2 separate regions of the Mus musculus genome follow, and region 1 is linked to region 2. A link is a contact called in public Hi-C data. All regions are on one chromosome and are shown on one strand. The core of a region is the stretch at or near the end of the contact, and the rest is flanking DNA. Distances in the headings are between cores, read along the strand shown. Region 1 has its middle 48 kb from the start of Gm25830. Region 2 has its middle 16 kb from the start of Tenm3.

Region 1 (3,024 bases), core at 507-3,006, 320 kb after region 2:
GGGGAGTCTCCATAACTCACCCTGCTCAATATCTTGCCTCAAGCCTTTTGTGGATTTTGTGATGCCTTTGTGGTCTGTGACTTCGTTTGGTGTCAGAAATCATTGTAGCCTTTCTTGTTGTCTATGAGGGGGAGTGTCATGGTTGCAGGTTACACTGAATTGACATGCAGCCATTTAAAGGAATCGACGGGGAATGGGGAGATTTCTAAAATCACTGTTTTGTCAACCCTAATTGAATGTTGGACCTGGGAGATAATCAACTAAGGATGGCAGGATTTTGAGGTGACAGAATAAGGACCTGGATAATGGATAGATTAGCAGATATTGCCTGAACTCACCAATCAATTTTCACGTCGCTCTATGTGAAGTAGCCGATGAGATGACAGAATGTTAGACAAAACTCCAATGACTGTCCTGCCTTGATTTATGTTTTTGGATCTCATCAACAAATAACTACCATTTAAAAGGGAAGGGTATTGAAGCTCAGAGGACACATGGGAGAAAGTGGGTTGTGAGACACTTATGTGATCCCAACTTAACGAATTAAGAACACAACGGCGTTTTACTTTTGGAGATAATCAGAGAAATTTAAACATGTGTGTGTTGGCTGTTGTTAGTTATTTTGTGCCAGGTCAGATGATGGTGTGGTACCCTGACAGGACTGAACAAAAACAGCCATATATTTATTTCTCTGCTGTGTGATCCACTTAGCTATGCAATTGAGTTTATGTTTATAGGCTTGCAATTAAATTTCACAACTCACTTAGTGACTATGAACATTGAATAGAATTTAAGATCCTTAAATGGGAGAATTTGATTTTCGATCATTTTTATGTGTGATTATGGCTATGTGCACTTACTCACGCATAGCCAGGTGCACATAAGTGTGCACACAGTGCATGGAAACCAGAGGACATTTTGGTTGTCATCCTTAGGAAGCCTCCTTGGTGACAGGTATTTCCATTGGCCTGGAGCTTACCAATTAGGCTAGGCCTCCTAGCCTGGGAACCCCAACTTCTGTCTCCTCACTGCTGGGATGGTCATCTTTTGGGCCCCGGTTGGAACACGGTGAAAAGAATGATGGATGGTGAATGATGCTTTGGGGAACTGTGGGAGAGGCTCTGGAGAAAGGGCAGAGGGCCTTTTACCTCAGGAGCACTTTGTTCCTTGGATTGCTTTTGGATGTGATTTCATGTCTCCTGTGTTAAGCATGTGCCTTCAATTGACAAGACATGTTTATTCTTGTTGGATGTCAGAAAATAGCTATAGTGCCCACTCTGGTCATTATATCCTGAATCAGGATATGGCCTTCTGCTTTGCCTCTGTGTTTTCCCAGATATAATTTAGAGTACTTGCCAGGTAATTGTATTAAAATTGGTCTGTTCTGAGAAAGTTCTGGGGAAGGGCTGCTCTGTTGATATTTAGTATATGCTAACCTATATTTATTTACATGTTTTTTTTTTTTTTTTCTGACCATGTTTGTCTGAACTCACATAACCTTCCTTGGATTCTTACTTCCTTTGTCACATATGTGTGTGTGTGTGTGTGTGTGTGTGTGAAAGAACACTGAAACTGAAGTGAGTTTGTCTAAGCATCAGACCGTACTTCACCCTGTTCTTTTAGATCCTCATATTCCCTGGTCCAGCAGACAAGATCTGCACAGGTTGGCTGAAAAGTCAACACCCCTATGCCTAGCATTTTGGCTGGCATCCTGGGGCTTGAACTTTGATCTCCACTGCTGGAGGGCCAGCACTTTCCCAACCGAGCCTTTCCCTCAACCCGGAGAGTTTTATCTTTAACCAGCTTAGAGTCTGCCAGCTCTCTAACAGCCTCTGTTTTGGTTTCGTGAGCTCAGAGATCTCAGATGATCATGCGAAAGGCTGAAGAACATTTATATAGTTAGAGTGAGCTTCTTCCAGCCAGAGTCTGGCAGGTCAGATAAGAGACACACGATACTCAACCAATCAAGGCCTCACTCTAGTCTCTCTCTCTTTTTGTCTTAATTTTCATGTTTGTTGTGTTAACATTGGTTCTCCCTCACCCCCACCCCTGTCTATGTTTACGCTCTCACCTGTGACAAATGTCGGTTTCACAGCTGACTTCCTGCTGGTGCCTGTCATATGTTGGCAATATTCAGCCAAGCATGTAAAACAAAACAAGTAACACCCTACAGATGAAATGAAAACAACGCCATTCACACGATCATGATGTCAGAACGACCACTTTTCTCTGAGCTTCCTTAAGGAATTCAGTGTTTTGGGGGTGGGGAAGAGGAAGAGCCTGATTGATGGAGGATGACCGGGTTGGAAAGGTGTGATGCTCCTGTCCCGTCCAGACAATGAATGACGACCAGAAAGAACACGGGGGAGCTTTCCCTCACCCAGAATGTACATGCAAATACTTGCTCAAGCTCAAATCCCCTGCCTGATGCACACAGATGAGACTAGCTCCCAGTGATGAGATAGGGTTGCTTACTGCAGATTGGAGCCCCGAAAGCTAAATCTACCACTCTGAAATCCTGTGTCTACACATCACTTTTGCTGAAGTGGGAGGAAAAGCCTGTGTGGCTACCACCTAAGGTGAGATGTGCTTGTGATTTCTGAAACCCTGCAGCCAAAGGTCTTAATCAGTCTATCCCCAACCCAAAAGAATATATCATGGCCAATCCTTCCTGAGGGATTTCAGGAGAGATCTCAGAAAAAGAGAAAAATCCAAAGATCACGGCACTAGTCTGAATCAATTCACAGAACATTTCTGGGGAGGTCAGCTCTTCTCTAGTTTTCTTGGATTTAGTGACTTTTTCTTCCATGGAGTATCAAATAGTCATCAACCATAACAGAAGAGAGAGCTGGGTACTTAGCCTTGACCCACGGTCTTTTAGGGGTCACCTATGAGTGCTAACCACCCCAAATTAATTACTTATGAGACACAAAACTCTTTAGAAATTCCTTGTGAATACCTAAAATGATCATTTTTTTTCCTTTGCACCTACTTATACAACAAGCATCCATTAAGTTTTAATTA
Region 2 (2,965 bases), core at 295-2,794:
ATGTTAGGTTTATTTTAGTAACAACTAGGTGGATACCTGATAACTACCCACAAGTACTTGGAGAATAAAGGATAACTGCCGTTATTCACGCCTCGGTAACCCACAGGCAAAATTGCTATAATAAACATGCATTCTGTCTACTGCCTACAGGACAGTTTTGATCTCAGTCTGAAAAGCCCCAGCCCAACCAAATGGCACCTTCTTCACAAACTCCCAGGGAGGGAGAAGCAGGGTCCAGTGTTGAATGGAACATAGTCCCTCAATGTAATGAGGTCCAGTGGAAGAAAGATATATATGAACAGATTCCCTCAAAACACTTTTCCTCCTTGAAGTGAGTATCTCTAAGGGAATGGAAAAGCCCATGGTAGAGTTGCTCCAGGGTTTCAAAAGGACTTTGGATTCAGTCTGAGAGCCTAAGTGGCCACAAAAAATCTGAAGGAACCCCTCTTGGGAACTGCTGGCAAATTGCTTGCTTATAAGGAAGGGGACTTGGGTTCGAGTCCCAGAATACACATAAAACCGCTGGGTATCGTGGCCCAAGCTTGTCGTCCCAGTGCTAGGGAATGAAGCCAGTGGAACCCATGGGGTTTGCTAACTAGTGGGCGTCTGGACTAACTGGTGGACTCAGGGTTTAGTGAGAGATCCTACCTCAAAGGGTTCTTGATGATAACATCTGAGGTTGACTTCTGGGCTTTATATCCATGCACACACATGGACATATAGACTATATAGATAGACACATGTGTCCCTGCATACACATGAACGTCCATAGACACATATACACACTGAAAAAGAAACAGACCCTCTTGGTGCGCTGTGAAGATGCCATAGGCTACTTGGGGTTAGATTTAGCTTCTAACATCATGAGACTTGGGACCAATGTTGTTACAGTCAGCCTGGGAAGTTGGCTGCACATGGAGGTTTCCTGTAATATTTTACACCACCAGTGTTTACTATTTGTTTTTAAGCAAACTGAAATGTAACCGTATCAAGGACTATAAATATGCTTCCCGAGGTGTAGTCTCACCTAATTCAATGTTTTGACATCTTAAGTTTAGTCATACATCGTAAAGTGTGTATGCATCGCACACTGAGCACTTTGGCTCCGTCTAAATGCTGCCAGTTAGTTAAGTAAAAATAGGAAACGTGCATTCAATCACTTGGCCCTGGATTTCTTGGATGTTTTACATCAGAAAGATAGATAAGTGCATAATTCAGACATTTTTAGAAGGTCGGTAGACATGGCTCAACTTGGGTCAGAGACACTTGCTGAGGGGCTGGGGGCTGTAATTCAGGCTGTCCCACGTTGTTGCTCAAGTGGGTGCCTAGGAGGGGACTTTGTCGGCACAAAGGAAGCCCTTTCAATAATGAGCACAAAGGCTTGGGAGCAAGAAAAGCCATTAAATTCACTCCCATGTTTCCACTAATGGCAGTTATAAAGCAAGGCAGAGAGTTAAAGTGGAGCTGGGCAGCAGCTGAAGCTGGTGCCTTCTCAGATGTCTGCTGAAGCAGGATTCTTTCACCGCTCTTCCTGACCACAAAAGGGCAGTGCAGGCAAGAGTGTTCCAGTAGACGCACAGAGAAAGTCAGCACACTTGGTTCTCCGGCTGCCTGCCTGCCTGCCAAGTGTCAAAGCTGGACTTCTGCCACTGCTTAATACCAGGGCGACGTGTTCAGACAATTGTTTTAAAAAAAACAAACAAGCAAACAAACCACACTCTCAAGGTAATCTGCTAAGTTGTGGCTACTCGATAAATATAAAGCCACCACAACAGTGAGAAGTGAGTCAATTTTGTCTGTGTTTCTGCAGTTGGAAAGGCATTGCCAAAGTGCACCAGCAATTGTCTAGAAGATAGGATCCCATTCTGGCCATGGTGGCTTTGCTGTCAGATAAATTTAATTTGCTGCTCATCTCATTAAAAATGGGCATGCTACCCAGGCGTGGTGGCGCATGCCTTTAATCGCACCACTTGGGAAGCAGAGGCTGGTGGATCCTTGTGAGTTCGAGGCCAGCCTGGTCTACAAAGGAATTCAGAGAAACCCTGTTCTGAGAAAACAAAACCAACCAACAACCAGACAAATAAATAGATGTCCTGTCAGTTAATAATCTATATGCTGAGAGATTTTAATTAAATTTGCAGTAGCACTGGTGAAGGACTCTAATTTGTACAAATAATTCCTTCCAAGGTTGGGCGCCATTGAAAATTTCCCTCAGCTTCCTAAATGGGCTCTGTGGAGGTTTCTACCCCTGTCTAGAGATAGCATTTCTGCAGGTAGGAGGTGAATTATTTTAATACTCATTTAATTTTTGGTCCCTCTACTTTCTGGTTACATGTAGGGGGCCAATTAGCACTGATTGCTGTAATAATTTTGCATATTGGACACCTGTCACCTATGGAGCAGACGAAGACCACGAACCTAATTTCACGTGGGCCACCAAATAGTCTTGACTACTAACTATCAGGCATCTTGACTGCATCTTCTTCTCCTGCTCTGCCCTCTGCCCCTTCATAAACACATGACCCCCAGTAATCATGTACGCTATGAAAATATCACTTTGGAGAGAAGAAATTGTGAATTCTCTGATTTTTCATGACTGTGTTTTGGAAAACACAGCACTTGGTCGAATTATTTCTCTAGTACATGGTAGCAAGCATGTAATGTGGAATATATTTTAATTGCTGTGATGTAAATGAGGCTTTGGGGTCATGTTACAGAGTGTTAACTGAAAGATCCAGCTATGACTTTAGCATGCCTGCAGGCCTTTTAAATTGTTATGGGAAATTGCAGCATTCAATTGAGTAGATTCAACAGTGAGCTCCCTTAAGGCTTATTACAGTTTGGCATCATGATGCCAATTTCAACTAATGTACCTAATGCCTTTCCCTCTCATCCTTTATCTACAGAGCCTTCCTAGTGGATACAACTTGAAAACCTCAAAACACTAGGCAGATGAACTATATAC

What was found. A called contact is a pair of places that touch in the nucleus more often than the background predicts.
Region 1: a Hi-C map of liver shows a contact between it and region 2, with 2.9 times the contacts expected there. The contact joins two enhancer-like sites. A contact is called at or near these places in 6 of 484 Hi-C or Micro-C datasets (liver and uterus), 1 of 115 datasets of contacts at active chromatin or transcription factors (hepatocytes) and 1 of 9 other capture datasets (embryonic stem cells).

The regions. Positions count from the first base shown.
Region 1 is chr8:49,004,690-49,007,713 of GRCm38.p6, forward strand. It overlaps a transcript of Tenm3 not described here. Among named protein-coding and RNA genes, the nearest start is that of Gm25830, 48 kb to the left of the region's middle. Within about 2 kb of position 1,757, at least 4 of the 459 cell types and tissues checked have an H3K27ac peak or open chromatin away from gene starts, as enhancers often do. A contact at or near this core is called in hepatocytes and liver, where this site is marked.
Region 2 is chr8:48,689,262-48,692,226 of GRCm38.p6, forward strand. It overlaps a transcript of Tenm3 not described here. Among named protein-coding and RNA genes, the nearest start is that of Tenm3, 16 kb to the left of the region's middle. Within about 2 kb of position 1,545, at least 19 of the 459 cell types and tissues checked have an H3K27ac peak or open chromatin away from gene starts, as enhancers often do. A contact at or near this core is called in hepatocytes and liver, where this site is marked.